2 separate regions of the Mus musculus genome follow, and region 2 is linked to region 1. The links are chromatin contacts, called in public HiChIP or PLAC-seq maps. All regions are on one chromosome and are shown on one strand. Each heading gives the region's core, a stretch centred on a gene start, on an enhancer-like site or on the middle of the called end of the contact. The rest is flanking DNA. Distances are from core to core; before and after follow the strand shown. Region 1 has its middle 17 kb from the start of Gm23002. Region 2 has its middle 45 kb from the start of Gm43868.

Region 1 (6,786 bases), core at 1,172-3,671:
TTTGTCTCAGGCATACTGATATCAGCATGACATAGATAGAAGCCCCTATTTAAAAGCGACATTGAAATCTGTGCTGGCTATTTTCATGCCAACTAACTAACACACTAACTAACTAACTAACACACTAACTAACTAACTAACTAACTAACTAACTAACTAACTAACACAAGTCAGAGTTATCTGAAAGGAGAGAACCTCAATGGAGAAAATGCCTCCAGAAGATCCAGCTAGAGGGCATTTTCTTAATTAGTGATTGATGGGACAGGGCCTAGCCCATTGTGGGTGGTGCCACCCCTGGGCTGGTGGTCCTGGGTTCTGTAAGACAGCAGGCTGAGCAAGCCATAAAGAGCAAGCCAGGAAGCAGCACTCCTCCATGGCTTCTGCATCAGTTTCTGCCTCCAGGACCCTATCCTGCTAGAGTTCCTGTCCTGCTTGAGTTCCTGTCTTGACTTCCTTCTGCAGTTGACTGCAATGTGGAAGTACAAGCCAAATAAACCCTTTCCTCCCTAACTTGATTTTTGATCATCAGAGTAAATTGGTTTCATCAAAGCAATAGTAATCCTAATTTTGATAGGTTTTATTGCTGCTGTTGTGGTGGTGGTGGTTGTTTTGAGACAGGGTCTCACTAGGTAGCCTTGTCTGGCTTGGAGTTCACTAAGTAGACCAAGCTGGCCTTGAACTCAGAGATCTGCTTCACTCTGCCTCCTAAGTAGTTGGAGCATATTACTCCATTTGCTAAGGCAAGAACTCTTAACTAGAAAGTTGAAGTCCTAATAATAGGCTGTAGGTCACACACCAAAATAGGTTGTACGTTTAATGCTTTCAGAGGGCAGAGAAAAACTGGCTATGTTGTCCTGTCTTCACACGCACCATGTACAGATAGAACAAGTTCATCTGCTCAGGGAGGTCGGGGAGGAGGCAGGTGTTGAGCCCAGCAGCCATGTCTAGTCTGAAGCTTTGCTCCCATGCTTCTGGCAGCAAGATGACAGACCCCATCATTGATAATGCTCAGACACAACAATGTCCAGAAGAAGGAGGGGACACGTTCACTCTCCACGTCTGCTTCCTTTTGACAAGAAGGAAGACTTCCAGAAACATCTAGAACACTTCCTTTTAGAGCTCTGACAATAACTGCACCAAAATGCTTTTGCCTAAACTAATTATTGTCAAAGGAGACAAAATGGATACTTTGACGTGTGGAGGAGTGGATTCAGCAAATGGAAGCAGAATTCTATTACTGTGGCAGAAGGAATGCCATAGAGCATTAATTAGAGTGTCACTACGTCTGTCTAAGTGCCCCATACTCTTGACATTACTCTTTTCTACCAAACCTCACATGTCTCACCTCATATCTAGGTGTCCACATGCCTGCCTCACCTGAATAACAGCCTCGTTTTAATTGACTTGATTTCCAATCTACCCAGGTAGCTCCGTTTCTCAGAGATGGCTTCTTTAGAAAACATCCCTCCTTCCTTGAAGTGTGCCAAGAATGTCTCCTTGGGACTCCTTGCTCTGCTGTCTTCCTTTATCGCTCTCCTTGCCTTTGTCCACCTTTGTCTTTAGTTGATCATGTGACCCATCTTCCCCAATCAGAGAGCAAGCACTATGTGTAGCTTATGATCCTCCCCACACAGTGTCATCTCTCTTCCCGGCGCGCTGTCCTTGCTCTGTTGTTCGGTTACAAACCAATCAAATAGCATCAAAGAGCTGAGCTCTGACCACCTGTCTAGTACTTCAAGCTCTGCCACTCAAGCCCCATGTCTGTGCTCTTAGTTAGCAACCCTCTGAGGGGGCATGAAGCATGTGACAAGCTGGGTTGGGAGGCTGTGTACTCTATTTGCCTTCAAGCATCAACTCATGGTGAAAGCCCACATTCTTGGGAAGCTACTGAGCAGCAGAGTTGGACCATTGGGAGCATCCCCACGGCTTTTTCCCCAGCCCAGAGGACCCAAGTCATCCCATAGCAACAGTCAAGACAATACAGGAAATGGGCCAGTTCTTCAGCACTGACTTTATGTCTACAATTAAATTAAACCAGGTTCCTTGCCTCGAGGAGAGCTGACCTTCAGTCTTTGGAATCTCCAAACTTCTGTTTCAGAATCCCACTCTCTTCATGCCAACAAACACAACCTGAATGCCTATGACAGCATCCTGTATCTCTGCCTCTGCAGTCATGACCTGTAAGCCCTTTGTCTTCATTAGGATTTCTATTATTGTGATGAAACACTATCACTAAAAGCCACTTAGGGAGGAAAGGATCTCTTTAATCTTACAGCTTGTAGTCCATCACCATCCTAGAACGTCAGAGCAAGAACCTGGTGTCAGGAACTTTGAAGGACTGCTGCTTACTGGCTTACTTTTCATAACTTGTTTATCCTGCTTCCTTATTCCACTGAGGACCGCCCCCACTAGGGGTGGCATCACTCACAGTGAGACAAGCCCTCCCACATCAATCAGCAACTAAGAAAATGCATCACAGGCTTAGCCACAGGCTAACTGTGTGGATACATTTTCTCAACCAAGATTCCCTCTTCTAAAATTACGCTTGCTTGTGTCAAGTTGACATAAAACTGACCTACAGGCTTTATGAGTCTTCACCTGCTAGTGATATCCTTTCAGTCTCTTAGCTGACCCAACCCTACCCCAAACACTCAGGCTAGCAAATGTTCTCTGAATCTACGAATGTCAAAGAAAACCAAAGTCGAAGAGTAGCCAGCACAAAACAACAGATATTATTTGAGGACTATTACAGTAGGTAATGAGACACCCGAGAACCCTGGAGGACATCTTAAAAGCAGAGTTTAAACAAGTGGAAGTGTATAGCCAACAAGCAAATGTGAGTGATCAGCAGTTGGAAAGTTACCAGGAGGAAGTGGTAATAATGGACCCGGGCTTGCCGGACTTCACAGTGGACCCTGGCTAGCCTGACATCACAGTGGACCCAGGCTAGCCCGACATCACCAGCTTGTTGCTGAATGTGGGCCAGGGCGAGGCCTAAGACACAAGCAGATGCTAAGGGGCAGGGATTCTCACTAAGCTCACTTGATGGGGTTCTTGAGGAAACTGTGTTACAGAAAGAGAAATCCAAGCGTCCTAGATGAGAAGGAGACCTGGAAGAGCCTGACACGAATTTGGCCAAGTGCCGAATTTTTGTTGCAACACAGTAGTGCCTGATGCAGGAAATGGTTTGTAACCAAAGCAATTTGAAAAGGGGAGTAGGACTTTATGTGGTTAGGTGCTTAAGGGTCTCAAAGTATACATTGTCCAAGAAACTACCCAAATGACTACTGGTGTTGGTCTCCAATTTGGAAAGAACATGCTAGGCTTTGAAGTATGACAGATACGGGTTCAAATCTTAGATCTCCCACCAATAGCTGTGTGACAATGACCAGAATAGACCATGTCAGCAAGCTTCGGCTTCCTCATCCCTTAATGGCAGCACGCCCTTGGTATCTTTTTCCTTTTTTGTCTTTGGAGACACTGTTTCTCTGTTGAGCCCTGGCTGTCTTAGAACTCACTCTGCAGAACAATCTGGCCTCCAACTCAGAGACTCGCCTGCCTCTGCCTCAAGTGCTGGAATTAAAGGCGTGCCCAGCATAGCCTTGATATCTTACAGAGTTGTGACGATTTAACTAAGATGCATTGCTTCTAAAGAACTGGACCTAGCCTCTGAGCTCAGTAAATGGGTGCCTCAAGTTAGGTTTCTGTTGTGGAGAGCCCTGGGGCTAATTATATTTGTTGTTAATTCCGTTCTCTTGTGAGTGGTTGCGAACAAGGAATGGGTCAACACTCAGGTGATTTCCTGTAAACCTGCTTCCCACCTTAATTTGTAAAATAAAGGAGAGCTGATGATTGGACAGATAAGAGGGAAGGTGGAGCAGAAGGTAGAGAGAGAGAAGAAGGAGAAAATGGAAGAGGGAGAGGATGCAGAGGAAGAGGAAGACAAAGAAGAGCAGAGCAGAAGCACATGGCCTGGAGAAACCGCAAGTTCTAAGGGGACTCAGATGTGGAAGGTGGTAGTGTAGCGGTAGATCTGCCCAATCTAGGTGCACAGCATGTGTTCATATTAACTGTGTTGTGTTTTCTTTGCTGGGGCATATCTGGGAAGAGATTTACTGCAACAGGTAGACAGAGCATGCAGAACCCACAGAACTTTCAAGGGAAAATGATTCAACTATCAACTTAGCTTAGTGGTTCTCAACCATAGAGAATCATTCCGGGGGAGAGGGGGCTTTCAAAAAACACTATCTCCAAGACTAAGCACAGACCAATTAAATCAGTCTCTCTAAGGCCAAAGAATGGGTCTCTATGTTTCCTCAAAACACAGAGTAGAGAGCCACTGTTCTGGAACACTCTGCCCACCTTGAAGAAGAAACAGTCCCAGAAAGGTGAATGGAGTTGAGTTGCTGGGGGATGTCTTGTTTTGTTTTGTTTTGTTTTGTTTTGCTTTGTTTTCATATTTGATCTTCATTTTAAGCTGTCAGAAGACCTTATGGGCTCTGATTCTATCTGCCAATGACAAGGTCTTTTCCAGCCAGCTCACTTAGTCGGTTTGTTTCTTGTGTCCTCACCCAGTCCTCTATATTGCCGACAGGGTAAGACCCTGAAGGTTTGTTACAGGCAGAGATGGGCAAGATGGTAGCAGAGCATTTCAGGTGAAAAGGATGTAGGGTCTGGAGACCCCAAAAGTCACTCTGAACATTCTGAAAGGCTGAGGTTGGTCTCTGTGCCCAGGCACTATGTAGATGTTCTCCTGGGAACAAGGCTCTTCCTTCTGATGACTGCTCCTCACCTAAGATCACAGAACTCTGTGGCCTTACCCACTGCCTCAGCCCCAGCACAGGTCAGAGGTCCAACGAACACTCAGGAGTTGTTTTCTGGGCACCTCTGATGAGCCAGGGACTCCACTTAAGAAAAGAAGATGAACAGGAAATCCAGTACTTCCTAGGCACCTGCCTTTACAGAGTTGTCATTCTATTGAGCAAGTGTTGCTTCCTGTGACTGCTGCACCAGAACCGTTAAAAAGGAAGGGTGACTCAAATCAGCAGCGGAGTACAACAGAGCCTGTGGAATTCAGAAACAGGAGTGTTTAGGAACTAGGCGGTCTTTAAGAGCAGACTGTGGCTATATTTAGCAGCTATTGTGAATTCTCTCCCCTACGTTGGCAGCAGAGCTCCAGTGGTGCCATTGCTGATTGACTGGTAGCAGCATGGCACCAACAATGTCACTACTTGGCTGGCTGTTGGCCTCATCTTTGAGGAAGCATGGCCTGCATGGATGTATGAATCAGTCCTCTCTTCCCTTGATGCTCGTGGGTAGGAAGTTTTATTGCTGGTCCCCATCTAGGTCCTTCCTCAGTTTAACTCTGGATTTGGGACTGGGTACCCACTACCCCTTAGCTTCAGGAAGCTAAGAGTCTGGCTAAGAATTGGGTGTAATCCTAAAAGCAGAAGCCACGGAACCAGTAGGATGCTTGTTCGGCCAACACTTATGGGGCCAGCTTGAGCAGGTCAAGCCAAGCTTGTAGCACTTGACCCACAGTGTGCCTAAGCTAACAGCCAGTGGAAGACCCAAGAGTGAGGCAGCAAACTGAGGTCTCCAATTGTTTACCCTGATGAGGGTCTCAGAGATCCTGGGCTGCTGCCTCTACATTTAAACTGTAAAAAAGTTTACAGGTTCATTTAAGGGTGCAGGAGAAAGCTCATCGTATGGATGAACCCAGGAGAAGACACCAGCACAAGCAAAAGCTCTGCCCTCTCTTGCACCAGGTCCCCTGAGACTTGCACCCCAATTCGCACCCTAATTGCACTGTTTCTCTCCAGTGTTTTGGGGTGAGACTTCATCTCGCTCAAGCTCTGCAAGGATTTCCGAACTGTCCTTTCTAGGCAGGACTGTGGAGAGAGTGGAATGAAAGGACACAGCCTCAGCATGGGAGAGGTCACCTAGCTAAGAGGGCAGGCACCCAGTGTCTCTCCCCACCCCCACGGCCCCCATCTCGGAGTAGTTCTAGGATGCTCTCCAGAGGCCTGTGCTGTGATGGAGCAGCACCAACTGCTCATCTGTTAGTGGCTGCAGTAACTACAGACAGGGAGCAGTGCCTACTGGACCTGAAGGAGGTGATAGAGCAGAGACCGTCCTTGGTGGTGTCAACTAAAATGACAATCAGAGCTCTTCCGAATAATAACAGGTATTTATAATAGCACAGCCCTGCCATGGAAATAATATGTGTGTCATAGTGAGCTGGATGTACACAGATGAGGCAGAGGGAAGGTTCTAAAGGTGAAATGAGAAAGATTATGTAAGATACTTAAATATACTTTAGCAATAACCCAAGGCCACAGTGATTAGTAACAATGGCAGTGCTGCTCTGAGCCTAGACAGAGCTGCTAAGCAAATACTTCTGCAGGAGTGTGTGTGTGTGTGTTTTAATAGGCATACACATGCAATCTTTTCCTTCATATTCTCTTGGCTTAATTTAGGCTGGAGCTTGACAAAAGTGACCCCAGATACTGTGCTTGCTTACACCAGAATCTTCCATCTCCACCCATCTTGTTTCCTGCACATGACCTGTACAAGCCCCACTTGGAGACTATTCATGGGGTGGGGGGCACAATGGACATGCCATGTACCCAATGCTGGAGATAACACCAAGGTTGGACCTCTGTATGTGCAAGTCAGACAAAAGTGAGTTCTAGGTCCTGTGCTGACTACATCTGTATTCATTCAGTCATTGCTAGGAGTTAGGTTTGTGGCAGACAGAGTCCTAAATTAGCCCCCAGATCCCCA
Region 2 (6,786 bases), core at 1,953-4,452, 430 kb after region 1:
CTTTTTTTTTTTTTTTATCTCCCCAGTCATTAGAGTATTTGCCCCTGTGATTTTCTGAGTACCTAGCTTTTGTCTTTGTTGAGGGTTTTCTCTTCTGCTACCTGTATGACCCCTGCCTCCCTAGCTGAATTCTGAAGAATGAGTGAATGCCTGGTTCACAAGCCAGCAAAGCACGTATGCTGGCTAAATTTATATCGGCTCGACTGAAGCTTGAGTCATCTGAGAGGTGGGAGCCTCCACTGTGAAAATGTCTCCGTAAGACTGGGCTGTAGGCAAGCCCATACACATTCTCTTAACTAGTGACTAGTATGGGAGGGTCAGCCCTTGTAGGTGGTGTCACTCATGGGCTAGTGGTCTTGGATGCTCTAAGAAAGCACACTGAGCAAGCCATGAAGAGAGGATCGGTAAACAGCACTCCTTCATGGCCTCTGCATTAGTTCCTGCCTCCTGGTTCCTCCTGTCTGAGTTCCTACCCTGACTCTCTTAAGATGAAGAATTATAATATGGAAGTGTAAGCAAAATAAACCCTTTCCTCTCCAGATTGCTTGATTATGGTGTTTTATCACAGCAAAGGGAACCCTAACAAAGAAATTGGTACCAGGAAGCAGGGTATTGCTGTAACAGACCTCACCAAGTTGTTTGGGGAAGGACCGTGGAAGGATATTGTATATTTGAGCTAGGAAAGCCATTGAGCATTCAAAGGTTGATGAGCTGTTGTGAGAACTTGGAAGATGAGCCTCAGAGCAGTGCAGGGGATGGAAGCCTGGCTGGTGAAGTTTCAGTTTCAGAGGGACGCAAAGACTCTTTCAGGGCCATTTGATGTTCAGAATTTAGAATCGGTGGCTCTAGTCAGCTGTGGCCAAAGAATCAGCTGTGATTAACAAGAGACCCAGAACCACTAAGGTGAAACTTTGGCTTAACTGGGACAGTTGATGCCAGTTAGCTGGAGCAGAGAAGTCAGCAGTGCCTAAGAAGGGGCCAGTATCACACCAGTATCACACCAGTATCGCAGCAATAGAAACCCTAACTAGGACACCAAGGCACACAAATGTCTTTTTAAAAGAGGTTTATTTTAATTGTATATAAATGTGTGCATTTGTGTGCAGGTATGTGCAAGCATGGGTGCAGGTAACTGTGGAATCCAGAAGAGATTGTTGAATCCCCTGGAGCTAGAGTTAGCTATGAGCTGTGAGATGCCCAGTATGAGTGCTGGCCAACAAACTCAGGTCCTCTGCAAGAGCATTGTACGCTACTAACTGTCAGCCATCTCTCCAGCACTCAGAAAAATGTTAATACATATTTCAGGAAGGGAATGAAGAAATGGTTGCTTTTACAATAGTGATTCTCAATAAGAGAGCGGTGAGGAAGCAGTTCTATCTCCTACCACATCGGAAACATCTAGAGACATTTGGCTATTGCCCTACTCGGGGAATGTTTTACTATCTTGTGGGTGGCAGACAATGATGATACTCACACCAGACAATACACAGGACAGTTCCTTTCAACAAGCCATTACCTTGACATAGATGAGATTGAGAATTTTTGTTTAGAAGACCATCACATGCCAGAGACAGACAGACAGACCTTCCTTCCTTCCTTCTGCCCTCAACAGGGCCCACTATTGATTTTCTATGCATGGTCCTTCTGAGCCTGCCTGCCATCTATGATTTTGTGACAGTAATGTGGTGTCTGTTTCTTTCCTTGCTAAAAGCTGTTGATACTGCACAGACTGTCACATGCCCAGAAAGGAAAAATCCCAGAGAGTCTGGTCTGAGTCACAGAGTGCTTGTGTTACATCTTGGATGGCTCAAAGGACCTCACGTGCCTGGGATGCAGGCTGCCTGGCTGCCCAAAGAGCTAGCCTGAGGCTGCACAAAAAAAAAAAAAAAAAAAACGAGATGGGGGCAGGTGACCCTTGAAGGTTGTGGGGCTAAATATAATCTAAGAATCCTTGTATTTGTCACCCAAAGGACCTTGGGGAGAGGGGCAGAAAAACATGAGTGACCTCTACATCTTTGTCCCCCAGGTTAAGAGCACCTGCTGCTCTTCCAGAGGTTCAAAGTTTGCTTAACAACACCCTCACCAGGCTCCCAGCACACAAAACTCCAGCCCCAAGGGGACCCAACACCCTCTCCGCCTTCCTCAAGCACCCCAACACAGGGGACATATATCCACACAGACACATGCATGTCATAAAAACAACAGAAATAAATCTAGCCTAGTGTGGTAGCACCTGCCTTTAATCCCAGCACTAAGGAAGAAGAGGCAAATGGATTTCTGTGAGCTCAATGCCAGCCTGGTCTAAATAGAGTTTCAGCCTACCCAGTGCTAGGATGAAAATCCTGCTAATAGATAGATAGATAGATAGATAGATAGATAGATAGATAGATAGATTATTTTAAAGGGTTAAGAACCATCACTCTACAGATGGGTGGTCCTGGGATGTGGGTTCGGCAGTCCGGATGATGCCCACACTGTGAGGGGTCCTGCTTACTGTTATTGCCAGTTTCAAAAGAGCAGTAGAATGCAGAAGTAAACAGCTTGAATCTTACAGCTTAATCAGACAGGCCTGACTGTGAGGCACCCTCCTGTCGCTAGGCAGTGACCTGGAGAGATGACTTTGTCATATCTGAGCCTCCTCCATGTGATGGGAACATGCTAAGTACCCACTTCCCTGGGTTGGGCTGCAGGTCCATTGCGAGTATGAGAGCCTAGACTTAACACACAGCATCACTGAAATATGTGACAGGTGTCATAAAAGGATGCTGTAGCAGGAAGACACAGGTGAGGGCCAGTATGGGCAGCCCGGCATCCTCCCAGAAGTTTTTCTGTCCAGGTAGGATGCTGGTGAACCATGATGCTCACCATAAGCACCCGACTGCAGTGAGTGCTTCGTCTATGGCGGCTCCCATGGGATATTTTACTGCCCCAACTTTATGGATGGAATAATGAGACACAAGTTTACTCACAGCCTGTTATCCTGCTGTGAAAAGGGGAAGAGTCATGACAAAGACGGTTTGGTTCCAGGTCCCTTCCCCTAGCTGCACATACACTGCCCCTGAATGCCTCCGGAAGGGGAAGAAATAAAAAGAGCCTGTTCCCTTTCTTGTTCCCAAATACCTTCTCCACCCGTAATAGCAGAAAGTGACAAATGCCTAGGAGAGGAGCACTAGCTCTGCCCACCAGGATCCACTGTGAGGGAAGCCTGCAAGGCAAGATCTAGAAGCGTCTGCAGAGAGCCGAATAAGAGAAGCACTGGGAGGCAGATGAGGCTCAGAATTGAATAAACCCGGACTCCACCTGGTGACGTAGGGTCTCTGAGCCCAGAGACATACTTTCTCAAAATTTTATTTCTCCCTGTCTGAAACAAGGCTTAGACACAATATCCCAGCTAGCTCTACAAGGCTGGGCTGAACTGGTGGGGAAGAGGCTACTGCATGCTGGGAAGTGGGAGGAGGGAGTTGGTCAGAACCTATCCCGGTAAAAGAGCGCCACCTGGTGAGGCACTCTGAGAACATTACTGGTGGCTGCTCTGACCAGATCATTGTAACCCAAGGAAGCCGCTTCTAGTCTCTGAATTTCAGAACTTACAAGGACATCGGAAGCTAGCGATGATGATAATGCCTGCAATTGTTAACTCCTTTACCCACACACATTCTCTTAACCACGCTGTTTCAAAATGGCAATGAGTTGTGAAGAATGCAAAGAATAAGTGGCGATCCTTTGTTCTGGAAATGCTGTTAAGTTACTTATTTTCCCTTAACTTTTGTTTACTTAGGGTTTGGATGGATATTCTTGTTGTTATTTTGAGACAGGGGCTCACTTTATATCTCTGGCTGGGTATAAAGGCTAGGCTGTCCTCAAACTCACAAGAGGTCCTCTGACCTCAGCCTCCCGCGTGCTGGGATTAAAGTCATGCACCATTATGCCTAGCTGTTTGTTTGTTTGTTTGTTTGTTCATTTTAGTTTTTCAAGGCAGGGTTTCTGGCTGTCCTGGAATTTACTCTGTAGACTAGGCTGACCTCGAACTCATAGAGATCCTCCTGCCTCTGTCTCCTAAGTGCTGGGATTAAAGGAGTGCGTCATGCTTGTTTTTAGTAGTAAGCACACAGCATGAGACTTTCCTATATTCAGGCAGGGCGGCACTGACTCCGGCGTGATGTTGTATAGGTCTTAAGAACTCACCCATCCTGAGTAACTTAAACGATACTGAATGCTGCTGATTACATGATTAACCTTGTCCAGAATAATTTATTCTTATGACTTCATTTAGCCCCTCCCCCAAGGAACCACGTGAGTGGAGGAGGAACCAGAAGAGTACAGCACTCACTGCGTCAGCGCCTAAGACTCTGCCGACTTGAAAAGTCCACACTAACACGTGTAATGCGAATTACACTTGATAAACATGCATTTACTAAAGCCGTATGACCACTGCAGGAGAGAGAGGTTGTTCTCACAGTTAGGGAACTGTAAATGTGCTGCGTTTGAATCTTAAATGTCCTTCAAAGGCTCATGTGTTAAACAGTTGGTTCCTGGGCCAAGGTGTTGCTAGGTGTTGCTAGGAGGAGGTAGAACTTCAAGATGTGGAGCCCTAGGGGGAAGCTTTAGGTAATAGGGAAAGGCAAGACCTGAGGGAATTATGGGACTCTGGTCTCTTCGTTTATCTGCACCTGACGTGAAGGGCTCTCTTCTACACTGTGTGTTGCCACTATAATGTGCCACACCACGGGTTCAGAAGTAAGGGGACCAACCATTCACAGACTGAGATTTCCAATCTATGGGCTAAAATACACGGTTCCTTTTGACAGGTTTGTTGTCTCCAGTATCTGTGGCCGCTCTGGAAAGCCGACTACACAAGGTGCTGGGTGCTGAGCATTGGCTGATGTTTAGAGGTGCACCTGACCAAGGGACTGGGGAGTCAGTCTTCATGCTGAGGAAACTATCCATTTGGAAAGAGGCAGAGACATGACTAAGCCCTTTGTAAGATTGACATACAATATGGACGCATCTAGAAGCCAGAAGAGCTGACTTGCTCTACGGAAAGAACTGTCAAAATGGCTATGCCCGGGGTGATTCTGCCCCAAGCATCTGCATCCCTCATGAGGGCTCTGCTCGAAGACTATCTGCCCCATCTTTCCTTTTGACATCTCAGCTCCTTAACAACACCTGTGTCCTGATCTCCTGATAACCAGAGCCCAACAAGGAGCGGAGCAATGGCTGCTAAACAGATATTTATTCAGAAGAGGCCTCTAATTCATCTGTCTTTCCCCCAGTCCTTCCTCTTGTTCCTGGTACCCACACAGATTAGCCCCTAGTTCCTCAAGGGACATCTAAGGATGTGGAGATTCAGAGGCAGCCTCCAGCCTAAACAAACTAATGACGCCTCACAGATGCGGCTCTTCACCAGCCCCCCTGGCACAAGGTCAATTAAGACAGTAAAGCTGACAACAGGCACAGATGCCCTTCACTGAGCCCTCACTCCGTGCTAGCCTGCTGCTAAGCCCTATTGCATGACCAAATGACTGCCCATCCCAAATAGGGTATGTGCTGGTTAGGGATTTTTTTGTTTGTTTGTTTCTGTTTTGTCAACTGACATAAGCTTGAGTCATCTGGGAAGAGAGAATGTCAACTGAAGAACAGCCTCTGTCACATTGCCTCCATCTTGACAGATGGTTGATGCGGAGGGCCCAGGCCACAGGTGCTGTCCCTGGCCAGGTGGTCCTGGGCTGCATAAGAAAGCAGGCTGAACAAGCCATGGGGAGCAAGCCAGTAAGCAGCACTACTCCGTGGCCTCTTCTTCGGTTCTTGCCTCCAGGCTTTGGCTTCTGCACTTACCCTGGCTTTCCTCTATGGTGGACTATGATCAGAACATGTAAGCCGAATACACTCTTTCTTCCTCAAGCTGCCTTTGGTCCTAATGTTTACCACAGCAATAAAAATCAAATTAGGCCAGAACCCTAGTGACAGGCCAAAGTACAATTCTCCCCAGGTCTCCTTTGGTTACCCCCAAAGCAGCTGCATCATCACCTGGATTTCCCCATATCTGTACAGATGGAATCCTCTCCGTGTCCCTACCCCGCCTTACACGTTCTAATATACTCTAGAGCAGTGGTCTTCAGCCTTCCTAATGCTAAAACCCTTTAATATAGCTTCTCATATTGTGGTGACTCCAAGCATTAAATTATTTTGTTGCCTCTTCATAACTGCAATTTCATTTCTGTTATGAATCATAATGTAAATATCTGATATGCAGGATTTCCGCTGCTCTAGTGTCTCCTGAGCCCGTGTGCAGCTGGGGCAGAATTACATACAGCTGGCAGAGAGGGAGGCATGGGAGTGGTTAAAATCTCAGGTGAGGGCCAATGACCTACCCTACCTGTTCCTTATATAAGGCAGCATCCACAGTAGTCACAGCTAATCTGACAATGGCCATGTTCAGCTTATCGTCCATTCGTTTGTTCATTCATTCAACAGATATTCCCTGTGTAGTATCTTGACCCGGGTACTACTGCAGGGTACTTGGACCACAAAACAACCAGAAGAGTCCCTATCAAGGGAAGGCAGTCCATGAGAAAGAGTGAGGAGGAAGTGTAACTGTTTCCATGGCGATGCTCTGCCCAGCATCAACGTCCCTTATAAGAGATGGCCAAGGAGTATGGCAGAAGCACTCATGGCTCCAGCTAGATTCTGTCACTACTCACCTTTCCCCAGTCCAGCCTTTCCAAACTTCTAGAGAGAGCTTAACCTCTGAATGCACAAGCCAGCCAGAGGGCACAGGGGCTAGAA

Evidence for each region. HiChIP or PLAC-seq counts read pairs in DNA pulled down with a chosen protein or histone mark.
Region 2: an H3K27ac HiChIP or PLAC-seq map of acute myeloid leukemia shows a contact between it and region 1, with 5 times the contacts expected there. The contact joins two enhancer-like sites. A contact is called at or near these places in 4 of 484 Hi-C or Micro-C datasets (all in embryonic stem cells), 1 of 115 datasets of contacts at active chromatin or transcription factors (acute myeloid leukemia) and 1 of 9 other capture datasets (embryonic stem cells).

Annotation. Positions count from the first base shown.
Region 1 is chr6:112,572,345-112,579,130 of GRCm38.p6, forward strand. No RefSeq gene overlaps it. Among named protein-coding and RNA genes, the nearest start is that of Gm23002, 17 kb to the right of the region's middle. Within about 2 kb of position 2,422, at least 24 of the 459 cell types and tissues checked have an H3K27ac peak or open chromatin away from gene starts, as enhancers often do. A contact at or near this core is called in acute myeloid leukemia, where this site is marked.
Region 2 is chr6:112,997,624-113,004,409 of GRCm38.p6, forward strand. No RefSeq gene overlaps it. Among named protein-coding and RNA genes, the nearest start is that of Gm43868, 45 kb to the right of the region's middle. Within about 2 kb of position 3,203, at least 70 of the 459 cell types and tissues checked have an H3K27ac peak or open chromatin away from gene starts, as enhancers often do. A contact at or near this core is called in acute myeloid leukemia, where this site is marked.